2 separate regions of the Mus musculus genome follow, and region 2 is linked to region 1. A link is a contact called in public Hi-C data. All regions are on one chromosome and are shown on one strand. The core of a region is the stretch at or near the end of the contact, and the rest is flanking DNA. Distances in the headings are between cores, read along the strand shown. Region 1 has its middle 19 kb from the start of Gm34259. Region 2 has its middle 9.3 kb from the start of Gm29050.

The links. A called contact is a pair of places that touch in the nucleus more often than the background predicts.
Region 2: a contact with region 1 is called in a Hi-C map of the N1E-115 cell line, with 6 times the contacts expected there. The contact joins two enhancer-like sites. A contact is called at or near these places in 1 of 15 datasets of contacts at CTCF or cohesin (embryonic stem cells) and 1 of 484 Hi-C or Micro-C datasets (the N1E-115 cell line).

The regions. Positions count from the first base shown.
Region 1 is chr17:4,589,467-4,596,731 of GRCm38.p6, reverse strand. No RefSeq gene overlaps it. Among named protein-coding and RNA genes, the nearest start is that of Gm34259, 19 kb to the left of the region's middle. Within about 2 kb of position 4,286, at least 2 of the 459 cell types and tissues checked have an H3K27ac peak or open chromatin away from gene starts, as enhancers often do. A contact at or near this core is called in the N1E-115 cell line, where this site is marked.
Region 2 is chr17:5,398,535-5,405,799 of GRCm38.p6, reverse strand. No RefSeq gene overlaps it. Among named protein-coding and RNA genes, the nearest start is that of Gm29050, 9.3 kb to the left of the region's middle. Within about 2 kb of position 3,544, at least 44 of the 459 cell types and tissues checked have an H3K27ac peak or open chromatin away from gene starts, as enhancers often do. A contact at or near this core is called in the N1E-115 cell line, where this site is marked.

The DNA of each region.
Region 1 (7,265 bases), core at 3,037-5,536:
CTTCACTGCCTTGTGAAATCATTGGTTGTATCATTGGCCAGTCCAAGGTATTGTCATGTTTCCTTTTGTACTGAGACAAAAAATTCAGTTCCTTAATTGTCCAAAAATGTCAGCAAATACACCTGTGCTTTGTTAAGGTGGTCCTTTACCTTAGGAGTTTCCTTTCTTCTTTGAAACTCTTTCTATCTTCTTTCCTGTCCTTACCTGAGTTCTCTCTCTCCCTGTCCTACCCCCATCATGACCCTTCAATGTTTTAGCCTGAATCATAGGATGAAACAAAACTCAGTGACAAGGATTTGTTTTTTGCTTATTTTATTTTGGTGAACCAATGAGTTTTATTAGGATTATTTCTAGGGATATGGGTGAGGGGCAGAAATAACTCAAAGACAGCCATATCACCAAGGTCCACCCTAGCGTAAGGGATAGCTCATAAAAGCTTAGAAGCTGCAGCTCACTGCACAGCCTGTAGGCAGCTCAACCGGTTGGAGAGTGGGGCTCAGTGGTAATGAGCCTTTCCCACACAGCTCAGCTGGACCTTGTTTTTTTTTTTTTTTTTTTTTTTTTTTTGTAAGTCATGATGTTTGACCTCTGCAGTTGGTCTCACTATAAGCCACAGTGTCATAGAAGGGGAATAGTCATATTCTGGTTGCTGACTTTGCAGGTGAAGACAGCCATCCTGTTCTGGACATTGATAGGCAACCCGGAAGCTGGCAGAAGCAGGAGAGAGATGATAGGTTGAAAACAGTCAAGTCTTTGAAAGTTTTTATCCAGTTCACTGCATGTAAGGAAGCTGCTTCTTCGTCTTTCTAGGGACTTATTAGGGGCTTATCATTAGAATATGATTTCCCTCATATACAGAATTGGATTTCTGGGAGTAATGAGGACATTAACTGAAGTGTTTTCCCTGACATGGTACAGGGATCAATTGGTCAGCTTGAAGTCAGCTGACAGAAGTGTGAAATTCAGGGTGCATGTGCTCTCTACTCTGTGTTTATGGCTTTGTTTGGATTATTAGTTGCCTATAGTTTGCGGTTACTCAGGAGGCCATGAGCATCAAAAGTCCAGATTCTCACTGAAGGGAAGAATCCGGCACTGCCAGGACCCTGGCCAGAGTGCTGTGATTGTATTATATTCATAATTGTTTGGAGCTGGATGGACGGTTTGTCCAATTCCATCACACATGATTATTTCCTTCTCTTGCCTTGTAAATTGGATAAAACTCTTATCAGTCCACGCACAGGCCTAGGAAGAGGCCTGAGTTTTTTAACCCCCTACACTGTGCTTAGAGAGAATTTTCACATATCTAAAAATACCAGGCTTGAGCTATTTCTTTAACACTGTTGCTGTAGAGACTTCTTTTTGACTCAACCAGTCCCTGCTGTAAGGAGCACAGGTTGCAATGATTGGAAATGCGCAAACAGGAGCATGACAGTTGGCCAATATAAGGACCTGCCCCAGCGCTTACTGCATGGGGGTCTTGGGCAATATTATCCTTCCCATACCTTCTCTTGGCGGTTGGCCAGGAAAGTAGTACTCTTGAAATTTCTCTGGAGAATCTTGGGCCTGCCATACTATACAATGTGTGGATGGTTCTACTTGTACGAGGTAGACAGATAAAGAGAGATCTGGTTGGGGAAGGGAAGCAGTTATAGTGCAGAGTTCAGTTATGTATTTCTTTCTCTATCTATGCACATCCAGCTCCTACGTGCATGAAACTTGCATAGTGCACCAAGTGTGTGGACCCACGTATTAGTCAGGGTTCCCTAGAGTCACAGAACTTATGGGTCGTCTCTATATAGTAAGGGAATTTGTTATGATGACTTACAGTCTGTAGTCCAACTCCCCAGCAATGGTCAGCTGTGAATGGAAGTCTAAGGATCTAGTAGTTGCTCAGTCCCACAAGGCAAACAGGGGAAAGGAGCAAATCTTCCTTCTTTCAATGTCCTTATATAGGTCTCTAGCAGAAGGTATGACCCAGGTTAAAGGTATATTCCATTCCTGGATCTGGGACTTGCTTTGTCCCAGATGACCTTGAACTTGGAGGTCTCCACGCCTTAGTCTCCTGGGATTCATAGCCACTATGCCTCAAGATCCCCATGCCAATATCTAGATCAAAAACTTGTATCTCCCAATCTCAAGATCTGAATCATAGGTGAGCCCCCCAATTCTGGATTGTAGTTCATTCCAGATATAGTCAAGTTGACAACCAGGAAGAGCCACTACAACCCTGATGTGCTTTGTATTCTCCCTGGGAAGGTGCAGAGATGGCATTGCCTCTGTCCACAGAAGAGCAACTAAGGCTCACAGTCACCTCGTGTCATTCAAGCAAAAGATTTCACTGTGACCCCAACCTTTGCCTCTGACTCTGTGGCTAGTATTCTTCCCACCATAATCCCCAAGGCAGACTTTCTAGCTGTGAAATGCAAACCTTGGGTCAGAGAAAGGATCTATTTGGCTTTGAACTTCCTTGGGTATCAGAGAGATTTCGTTAGAGGCAGAAGTTGGAAGATAGAGCTTAGGTCTCTCTGTCCAGTGAACTTGACCAAAGGCATTTATGGAAGGGTGCATGTCCCAAAGGGTATGGGGTGACAGAGCCCTGAAAATGCACAGGTACCTGAGACCCACTCAAGGATTGAGGTTGCAGTTACACCCTTTGATCTACATTCAGTTGTTGCTTCTATACCTGGTAGAGGCAGAGCTGGGAACCATGCCATCACTAAAGACAAACAACACTCCAAATTGTGTATGAGCAAGCCTAGTACATTCCATGTTATGGATAACTGGCACTTCCTGGGGTAAACAGATTGGATGTGATTCTCTGTGTATTACTAAGGGATGACATTACCGGGGTTCTTAGATATAATTTTAAACAAAACACTTTTAATTTTCACTTTGGGCTCTAAGGTTATTTTACAATTATAGTGTGACTCTCAGGATCCCAGAGTTCAATTACCTACTTTAAAATAGGAATATCAATGTACAAAAGTATTTTCTATTGTTTAAAAGATGGACTTATGTATTAATAGATACATATAACAAATATAAACAACGTCAAAAAGCAAGAAAGGCAATCACATATTTAAAAACTCTTTTATTACTATTCAACAAGGGGGAAAATTGTTCTATTGTGCCACTTAATGGAAAGCATTCTGGAGGGAGCAGCTGCTGACATCACTGCTAACATGGCACAAGAGTGTTCATGGTTTTATAGAGCATTTTAATTCTTTTATGCACTGTTTCTATCACTGTATCCCATTTCATTGTGTGAGTTTTCTATTTTCTTCTGGATAATATCATGTTTCTGGGTTTTACTCTACGAGAGGGATGCTGGCTTGCCTGTGACAACTCATCCCGCTTGGTAGTCATGGTTGGTGGAGCCTTCTAGGCTGTCCTTTGTGTCTCTTCTCCCTTGTCCTCATTTGATCCAAAATGAAGATACTATCTTGTCATTCATCCCTCGTAAGAGAGAAAGCAGAGAGAAAAAAAAAGCCAGCCACAGTGTCCTAGCCCCTCTTTCCAGTTTAATTTGTGGAGGCGGAGCCAAGGGGGATCTGTCAGACTCTTCTTGTTTCCAAGAAGAAGGTCTTCCGAGGCACTTCATGCCTCTGTGTGGGGATACGAAGAACAAGACACATTTCATAACTTTTCTGCAACCCTGACAACTGTGCTCTCCTGAGGCTTCCTAGGGACTAGAGTGCCCTTCACAGGCAATGGCCAGTTCCTGGCCCTGGATCTCCAGCAGGTTACAGACTTTCTTCTGTTCTTGTTCTCTTTCTGACCAGCCTTGGGCTCTGCGTGCCCTGCGTGCAGGAGGCCAGACGGTCTGCAGCATGGTGGAGCATCCAGGGACCTCCTCTTCCTGTTCATCTCTGTGGGACCGGAGGTGGCAGCTGGGGATGAACATGGGTCACTTCAAGGCGTCTGGCAGAGAGTGCTACATCTGTTCCTACTACCAGCAGACAGGATGAAAGTAATTATATCCAGGTCCTGGATAAAACGCCAATGCTCGAAAACATAATGCAGACTACTGTTCTTCACTAGAGAGGATCTGTTAGTGTCACAGAAGCTCTGGTGTGGGCCTCTCTAATGAAGTCAGCATCTCCACAGGGCACAGTTGGAAGGTGTTGCTGGGAGCTGAGGCACACTCCCATTCAGACCACTGGCTTATAGAAAAGCATCTAGAAGTGTCTGGAGGCCGAGTAATGAGCCAGGCTGGGTATCTTTTCTCCGGGCCTTTTGGCTCCCTGGCACCAAGGGAGGGCTTGGAATGTTTGGAGCAGAGAGCTGGATGGTGGGAAGATAGGTACATGGGATAATGTGCAGAGTCCCATCATGCTTCACTGTTCAAGGGGCCACTGCCAGGTGCCTTCGTGAGCGAATGAGGGCAGCGGCAAGAGTCAGGACCAGAAGTAGGCAGATGTCTGCCCCCTTCTGTGTCTGCTGCCGATTGGCCAAGTGACTATAACACGCCTACTTGATTTTTCTGGGTTTACCTTCTTACCTAGAAACAGAAGATGAGACCAGGTAGGGGGTAGGTAACAGCTTCTGAACTCCAAGGTTCAAAAGTGTTTCTGAAAAACAAAAAAACAAAACAAGAAAAAAAACCATGACTGCTCAGGTGACTCATCTCATTTTAGTCCACCCAGCAGGGAAGTAGGGACAGAGATACCTCCAACATCCCATGACCCAGTTACCCCGATGCAGCTTGGCATATAAGTTACCCTAGCCCTAGTGCAAATGGGACTGTTCGGTCATGCGTATGTACACAGAAAGATAGACCGCTCAAGTGTGTCATATGGTATGCACATCACAGAAATGTGTTCATGTCAAATGTCATCTTGCTACCTGTCTCTTCAGTGAACTTGTTCGGACCCCAGGGGACCTTTGTATCTTTCAGAGTCCACACCCAATACCTTGGATATGGAGGCAGATAGCCACCCATCGCAAGCAAGGCCTTAGTAACCACCTTTGGGGCTGTCTTTCACTAACTGTAGGGGCCTGAACGAGTGACTTCATATCTCCAGGTTACCATTTACTCCCATGGAAAATAGCCATAATAATAACATCTCCTTGGTAAGTGTTTTCAGAGCTAAATTGAGCAGTACATGATAAATCTTTAGTGCAGTGTCTGGCCCATGAAAAGGTCCAGTAAGTGTTTACTAGACATTCTGGATGTAATTTCATTAAATTCCGGGTATAATTTCATTTTTCCCATGTCTGTCATTTAACTGATCACTGTGATGTTTGCTATTATGCACATTGCTGCACTGACCACTTTCTAGGTGAGTTAGATAGCTGTCTGTGCACTTAAGACATGTTCCTAAAAGCACAGCCTTGGAGCTGAAGAGCATGCGTGCTTCAGCACTATCAATACACAGAGCCAAACTGGCTTATGGGAAGGTGGAAGTTGCCCATGAAAGTAGCTATTCCCCATACCCATAGCCAGTAGATACTAAACATACTTACTGTCCTTATTTTTCTAATTCACTATAGGGTCTACCTCCTTATTGTTTTTGGAGGGAGGCTGGTCTGGAACTTGTTTGTAGCCCATGCTTGTCTCAAACTTGTGGCTATCCCCTGCTTAGCCTCTTGAGTAGCAGGATTATAGCTGTGAGTCAGCAGGGCACAGCCTAGCTGCTTCCTTGATTTGTGAGGGTAGCAACTCTTAGCTTTCATATGCTAACACCCAAGAGAGACAATTGCCAGTCAGGCACATTTCAAATTCAAGCCATACCACTCTTCCTTTGACCCCCCAAAGCCTCATATTGAGAGCATTTGTCTCCTGACTGGTAGCAGCACTGTATTGAGAGGCTGTGAAATATTTAGGTGGCAAAGAGGCCTTTGTGGTGGCAGTAGGTCACTGAGGGCTGGCCTTGAAGTTTACACCAGGCCCTTGGTTCCTATCTAACTCTCTCTGTTTCTTGGTCCACTAGGATGTGACTAACCTCCATGGTATGCTTCTACTACCATGGTGACTGAACCCTCATCAGCAGCAACAACAATACCAACAATAGCAACAACAAAACAACCACCACCACCACTACCACCACTACCACCACTACCACCACCACCACCACCACCACCACCACCACCACCATCATCAACAACAACAACCAACCTGTGCTTTTCTTAACCTGTTTCCCTCAGATGCAATGGTCACAACCAATAACTCAGGGATTCTGGGTAACTTTACTTGCAGGTCTGTCCCTTAGATTCCTCATCTGTAAAATGATGCTAGCACTACCTTGCAGTACTAGTGAAGGGATTGAATTGTTTATTGAGTAGTGTTGTGACTGTTGCGTGGTTCCAGAAAGACCACACCAGGCCAAACTGTTCCACGTGAGATTTATTAAGAGAGAAAAGGGCAAGGTGGTGGTGGAAAGAGGAGGGTTGGGGGAAAAGAGTGAGAAATCAGAGGGGCCTCCTTTATATATGGATCGTGATATAGCCACAGGTAAAGGTGGGAGGTGAGCCAAGTAGATTCTAGGAATATGGTGGCTATGGCCTTAGCAACAGGTGTGTGGGTCGCTCTGTCACCTATGTGATGTCACAGGTTTTAGAGGTCCTGATACCAACATGCAGGGTGCCCAGAACACCATCTGGATGTAACAAGTGCTCAGATGACAACAGGACTTGTTTCTGAGTCTTGACTCCTCTTTTCTCCCCCACCCTTACCAATTCTTTTTCCTTTCTACTCAACTATCCAAGTTGTCCTTATGACTGATGACTTCTAAGGCTCTATTCTTGACTGTCCCAGCTTCCACTCACTTCTTGATCTCATTTCTTTTCTTTTTCTTTTTTTATTTATTAGGTATTTTCCTCATTTACATTTCCAATGCTATTCCAAAAGTCCCCCATACCCTTCCCCCAACCCCCTATCTACCCACTCCCACTTCTTGGCCCTGGTGTTCCCCTGTACTGAGGCATATAAAGTTTGCAAGACCAATGGGCCTCTCTTTCCAATGATGGCCGACTAGGCCATCTTCGGCTACATATGCAGGCAGAGACACAAGCTCCGGGGGGTACTGGTTAGTTCATATTGTTGTTCCACCTATAGGGTTGCATATCCCTTTAGCTCCTTGGGTACTTTCTCTAGCTCCTCAATTAGGGGCCCTGTGATCCATCCAATAGCTGACTGTGAGCATCCACTTCTGTGTTTGCTAAGTCCCGGTATAGCCTCACAAGAGACAGCTTTATCAGGGTCCTTTCAGCAAAATCTTGCTAGTGTATGCAATGGTAACAGCATTTGGAGGCTGATTATAGGA
Region 2 (7,265 bases), core at 2,295-4,794, 810 kb before region 1:
ATGCAAGTGAGGGCTGACAAGATGGCTCAGCGGGTAAAGCCACTTGCTCGCAAGCCTTAGGACCGGAGTTCCATCCCTGGGACCCACATGGTGGAAAGAGAGAACAGATTCCGACATGTTGTCCTTTGACCTCCATATGAGCTGTGTGACACCAGTGTAAGAAAGAAAGATGAATAAATGTGATTTTTCTACAAGCAGGTGACTGTCTAAATATGCTCACAGACATAAGGGTAAAGGCCACGCTTGAGAGATGCTCACAGAAGCCAACTCAGGCAAGCTGAGCAAACTTGGTGTGTTTATAGCACCTGCTCACCTGAAAAGCTACAAAAGAGACCCTTCCTGCTGCCCTTGACACTGCGGGCTGAGGTAGTTTGTCCAGGTTTGCAGATGCCACAGTGGCTGAAAGAGGGTCTGTTGTTGGGAGCTAAGGCCCCTTACAGGAACCTCAGCTTCTTTGTAAGCATTTGCACAATGCTGAGCCTCAGCTCCTCCCTTGTCCAGGGTGGGGGAGTCTGTTTTGGCTTCACCCTGGGATTGCTGACACCTACTGTGACCTGGTCACAGAGCTGTTCCTGGAATAAATTAGGCAAACCAGCCAGCCACTCGCTTCTCTTGAACCTCCAGTACCCTAGAAAGACCACTAATTCCATCCATTTTGCACCCCCCCCCCCCACCATGTAAGCCGCCACCCTGTATCTTACTTTTTCTCAAGTCGCTAAATCGTCCCAAGCTGAGTGCTATCACACATGAATTACCTGCCATGACAAACTCCCAGGTCAGCTGTTTTCCAGAGCTGTGTCTGCCCAGAGGCGGAGGGAGTCATCAGAAAGGGTTCAGTCGCCAGGTTAATGTCCCCTCAGTTTCGGCGTGTGAAGCTCCCTCCGTGCTCCGGCAATAAGCGCTCAAATTACAGCCAGCTTCTCTGCTCATTCTCAGACACAGGGCAGGGCAAGTGTCTTCTAGGCCCTGGGCCATCATGACCTGTGCAAATGCTTTATTCCCGTTGGCTCCAAACTTCTAAATCATCCTCTCAGAGTTAAATCCAGTGGCTCAGTAGCTGAACCAACCGGATGCCCGGGGCTGGGATCCCGGCAACCCGATAGCGTGTGGTGACATTCAGCCCCAGACCTGCCCAGGGAGTCCAATCTGCTTCCAGCAGCTGAACTCCTTAGGAAGCCTTAGGTAGTGCCCACCTCAGAAAACATCTGAAAACTTCACAGACCACATAGCTCATTTCCAAACCCCATCTATTTCCTAACAGCTATCGATAGCCTGGTCTATGCCACAACACACCAAGAATATTCTCTGTGGCTAAGTCTCCTTCATCCCAAATGGAGGTGAGTCCTCAGACTCATGCAGCCGTGGTGAGGAGACACACTGGATCCCCCTCATCCCTAGCACCTCTCCTCCCAAGGCTACAGCCTCCTCCCTCTGAAGGCACAGCCAAGTTGACCCGGAACTGATAGAATTAAGTATATAGCAAAAGAGAACTTACTAGATTGGCTAACATGGTACTGCCAGAGTAGTCCAAGGATGGCTCTCTTATGGGGGAAGCTGAAAACTCAGGAGCTGATAAGTGTTTGAGGCTGGGTACCGCAGGAGTCCTACTGTAATGCAGGGGGCCTAAGGAGCCTTGGAGAGCTGACGGTCTTCAATTCACATTGCAAACCTGAAAAGCTGGTGCTACTATCAGTGAGTGACTGGGCAGCAGCAACAGCAGATGAGTTTGCCAGTGCTTCTTCTCCTTTTATTTGGGCTGCTCCCAGGAGGTACCACCCACATTTAGGGTGGGACTTCCCACATCAATTAAAGCAATCAGGATAACCTACCACAGGCTAACCTCACGCAGACAATCCCTCTCTGAAGCCCGCGGGTGATTCTAGGTTAACAACTTAACCATCAAAGGCCCACCGTCTGTGTCTCTGAAATAGGTATAAGATCTCCTGTGTCACTGTGTTAGTGTGTAAAGTGGACTGTGTGAATAATACAGCACACACCTCGTGTCTCTCCTAACCCCTGCCTGCACTGTTAGCACACAGAAGCAGAGGTGAGTTAGGTAGCACTATCACCAGCCAATTCCCTGTCCCTTACATGTCTGTCTGTCACCCCATCTCTCTCTCTCCTCTCTCTCTCTCTCTCTCTCTCTCTCTCTCTCTCTCACACACACACACACACACACACACACACACACACACACATTTTAAGAGACCATGGAACATCTACAGAGACACGAGGAAGGCTGGGATTCCTCCATGTTGGGGTGACCAGGACCCAACAGTTTACTCCAGTGAGAGAAGGGGAAGTGTAGACTTAGCTGTTGTCCTGACGGAGCCTGTGGCTCTGAGGAACCATAGCCATTACAGAATTACAGAATTGCAGCCTACCTGGGGTGGGGTCTGAGCAAATGCGTATCTCATGGGTCCCCTAAGCTTGCTTTTGTTACCTCTTGGCAGGTTACCCCTCTCAGTATGATGTTCTAGGCACCTGCCAGTTCCCTGAGGGCAGTGGCTGATTGCACTCAACAGTCTACTTTGGAGCCTTGTGTGCTTGGGGACCCTGGGTGGCTCACTTGTTCTGTCCAGAACGTGGGAGACTGGTGCTGCAGATGCAATGGCCCCAGCCAAGGACCACTCTTCTGTTTTGCCATGCGTCCCAGAAATGCATTCTTGCAGCAAGTTCTCTAGCTACTGGCAGTTACCTTCCTAGACCACAATATAAGTCACTGCAGCCTCATTCCCTTGAATTCTACCCCTCCACAGCCTCTATGTTCACCGGCCTGAAAAAAAAAATCAGCCTAGTGTCACTGTGCCCTCTAAGCAAGCCGTTGCCATTCTTGGTAACTCCCAGACTTGGACTTCTGGACTGCATAGCAAACCATCGCTTTCATCCCAGCCACTAGGGCCAAGGGAGCCAGCTGAAGGGCACCATCTGCCCTGCAGAGTGCCAGCAGGGGGCGCAGAGTCCTGCCAGAGTGACCAGAGAGGGTGGGGCTGACTGGCTGGAGCCTCCGGGTATAGGCTGTGGCCTGCACCTGTGGGTCTTACTCTTTTGTTAAAGGGAGTGGGACAGAGCAAAAGGATCTGGCAGCATCCTCCCGCAACACACACCAATAGCGGGACATACTGTGCACCGGCCGACAAGGGACAGGCACAGAACTTCTTAGCTGACCAATATTTGAGCCGGGCAGGAGGGAAACCCATCCGAAAGGACAAGCTTACAAAAGGCTTTGGGTTGGTGATTAAGACTAGATTTAGATTTGGTTTATAAACAATGCAAATAGAAAACAAATTTTCTGAGTTTGGGACAAATGACATTGGTATTTTCCTTCCTTCCTTCCTTCCTTCCTTCCTTCCTTCCTTCCTTCCTTCCTTCCTTCCTCAGAGGCACAATTGTTATGGTTGGCACTAGGTAGGGACATGGCACAACTAGACAGATAGCCATCCTGTTAAAAACTTGGAGTTTCTCGCGAGGGAAAAGGGAAAGACACCAGAAAGAGTGGAAAGGACTAGAGCGAGGCACTATCCCCAGCAGCCAGGAGGGGGCGCAGAGCCCGGCGGGAGTGATTCTAAGGCTGCGAGCAGGAGGGCGTGGCCTGTGTTCTGAACCCCCTGGAGCCCTCTGGAGCCCCCTTCCTTCTGGTAGGGGAGAGCAAAAGGGAACATGAGGCCATGCTGTAGCTGGGCGGGACCTCTACTTGGTCTCCCCAAGTGGAGATGGGGCACAGCTCTCTGGCTGGGAGCGCAGAATCTACTAGGGCTCCTGTCTTGCAATCTCCAGAGAGCTCCAGGCACGTCAAGAAAAGCTCTGTAGGCGCTGGGTTCTAAGCACTCATGAGCAAGAGGACCTTCTAGAGACTTCTGTTGCCAAGCTCAGGGAGACACAGCGATTCTGAGTCCCACTGGAGGGACTTAGATAGGACTCAAGGGATAGGAGGGGGCGCACAGTGGCTGGCCCTAGTGGTGTTTGCTATATTCAGGAACTATTATTAAAGCTTTGTCACATACAGCCTCACAACGGGAACGTCGTCATCATCATCATAATCACCACCACCATCATCTCTATCATCATTGTCATCGTCGTAGGCGTCATCGTCAGTACCGTGAGGACAGGGAACAGTGTGCCTAGAAAAGTCAAAGAATATCCTTGCAGAGTGACACAGCTGAGAGTCAAATCAGACAGAACAACCGAGTCCCTGTCACACGCCCAAAAAGCGTTGTGGCTCAGACTCAAGGCCACGTCTGACTGTGGGTGAGAGGGGAAACAAACCGGAAAGTTCTGTATTTCCCGACCAAGGGCAAGACAGGAATGGAAGACCCGGTACCGCATGCCTGTCTAACTGCTCTTACAGGGCCAGCTAACAGACTCCTGCTGTACTACAGGAGACCAATATGCCACTACAATATACTCCGCTGCATTCCTGGCCTGGTACAGCATCATAGATCAGAGGGTGGAGTTAAGATCTTGAGGCTCAGGGTGGGGGTGGGGAGCGTGAGAGGTGCCCTGGGTAAAAGCAGATACAAAAGCCATACAAATGTGCTGACCTGAGTTCAACCCTCAGTAAGTAAGGTGTAAGGTGAGAACTCACTCCAGAGAATTGTCTCTAACCTCCGTATGTGTGCCATGCCAGCGCCGCCGACCATGTAATAATAGATAGATGCTAATATGTTAAACAATAATAATGAATTAGTATTCTCAGAGGCCCCAATTCCTTGCCCTCAGCTCTGGCTCCATACCTGTTCTGTTGGTCCTCCTCTGCATATCTTTACTGACAGCAGTCCATAATGAAAGTGCCCTGAATCTCTAGCCACCCTCCCTGCCTCACCTCGGGCCCCGTGGGCTTCTGGGACCTTGGCCTTAAAGATTTGGTCACGAAGAAGCCACAGAAGTGGTGACCTTGGTGAGAAGGGGCTGGACTTAAAGCCCAGGCCCTTTCCTGCTCCTGACACCCAAGGCAGGGAGTGCCCCGCCTTTGCCTTCCTCAGACAGGAAAGGCCAGCAAGACTTCTTTCTTCCCTCTGCTTCAGCCACCAGAAAGCTCAGAACTAAATGGAATCTCGACTCACACAGACTTTACCCCTTTCTCTGCTTCCTCCTCCTCCTGTGCCAGTTTTTCCATTTTCTCGGCCCATTTTAGCAACTTCACTGTGCACACGTCTTTTATTGGAAGCTGCCTCTGGTCTTTTTAGAAGCCGACAGGGTATAAATTATAAATAAAAATAACGGCTGCTAAAATCCTCCCGTCGCCGCTTTCTTATTTCGGGAGGTATCTGAAATCCTGACTTGGCATTGAAGATAAATTCAACACAAAACATCTTGTGCACCAACATATTTTTAAGTTTTCGTTTCTATAAAAGATCTCAGCTTGCTGCAAGCCCAGGCACCTAACTTCTCCAAGCAGCCGGTAAACAGAGGCAGTAAGCAGAGCCCTCCACAGGGGCACACCTCTTCCTTAAGCAAGCGCTGTTTAAAATCCTGGATTAGACAAAGGATTAATTTCACCTGAACTAGGGAAATTAGCATATGAAAAACATCTTTGTCTTTGTCTTGGGCTGTTATTATTTTGTTTTGAAGTATTATCCTATGAGGTTAGATATTTCACTATTTCCCATGAAGAAACTGCACATACTCACCTGTGCTTGGGGGCACACACAGGCCAACCTCCAATCAGGTGTGGCTCCTGTAGGCTACCATGAAGCCCTCCAATCAGGTATGGCTCCTGTAGGCCACCATGAAGTCCTGCTTGCTTTCCTAACCACAATCTAGAAGGCAAGCTCAGTCCTAAGAGTTGTTCATAAAGTTTCTTTTTAATTTTTTAATTTTTAATTATGTGCATATGCATGTGTTTGAGTGTGGATTTGTGTACGTGAGCGTAGCACCCTTAGAGGATGTCCGATCCACTAGAACTGGTGTTACAAGTGGACTGGACTCTGGTCCTCTTCAAGAGCGGTACAAGCTTCTAACGGCCGCACTCTGTCTGCAGCTTCACAAATGACAAGGTTTTGGTGCCTCTACCTCAACTCCTCTGAATCCAGTTTGTCCCTGATCCTGGCCAGGTGGCCTGTGTTACTACCTCTGCCCTCTCTGGAGCTCCATGGCTCACTCATTCCTCTGCCATGACCTTAGTTATCTATTGTGGTGGTTTGAATATGCTTGGCCCAAGGAGTGGTGCTGTTGGGAGGTGTGTCCTTGTTGGAGGAAGTTGTCACTATCTATGGGCATGGGCTTTGAGAGAGCCTCTTCCTAGCTGCCTGGAAGCAATCTTCTCCTGTTTGCCTTTAGAATGAGACATAGAACTCTCAGCTCCTCCAGCACCATGCCTGCCTGAATGCTGCCATGCCTCCTACCATGATGATAATGGCCTGAACCTCTGAACCAGTAAGCCAGCCCCAATTAAACGTTGTCCTTTATAAGACTTGCCTTGGTCATGATGTCTCTTTACAGCAATGGAAACCCTAGCTAAGACACCTACCTCTCTCATCTTGGGCCATCCTTCAAACCAAGCTTACCTGGGCTCCTCTGGGTGGATTTGATTTTCTTCCTTTTAAACCACAGGAATGGAAGGCCAGCTACCTAGAGAGGTACCAAGTTCTAACTGTGGGTCACAGTTCAAACAGATCTCCCTACTTCAGCATCTCAGTTGCTGAGATTAGCAGAGATGTGTCACCACATGAGAAATGGCTCTCTCTTAATAACAGCCTTGAAAATGTATTCGCAAAACAATAGCCAAAGCCATAGCTGTGGGCATGTCTGTGGAGGAAGGTCTAGATTCCTTATTGACGAAGAAAGACCCAGCCCATTGTGAACAGCTCTGTTGGGTCTCAGGCAATCCATATATCCAGTTTGAGCTCATTTCTGGATATTTGCACAGCCTGAGACCTTGCATCCCAGCCTTTTGTTGATGAGGGATGGTGTAGTCTCTTCTGCAGCTACTTCTTGGCTGGTGAGGACCATCCTGGTAGTCCAGGAAGCTGGAATGCAAGGCAAAAGTGGGGAGGGCCTGGGAGCTAGCAGCATCTGGACGTACGCATGGCCTGAGACCTGACAGACACATGGTCTGGGCCTCTTGGGCTGTTTAAGAAGAAAGAGCACAAAGAGGCAAGGGTCCATCGTGTATCTCTGCTCTAGACTAGGGATGGGATCTGACCAGCTGCCCTTAACCTCTCTCGATGGTAGTCTCTAACCCGTCACCGAAAGCCAAATAAACCCTTCCTGAACTATGCCGCTTTGGGTGGTGATATTTTTTCACAGCAACAGAAACGGAACTA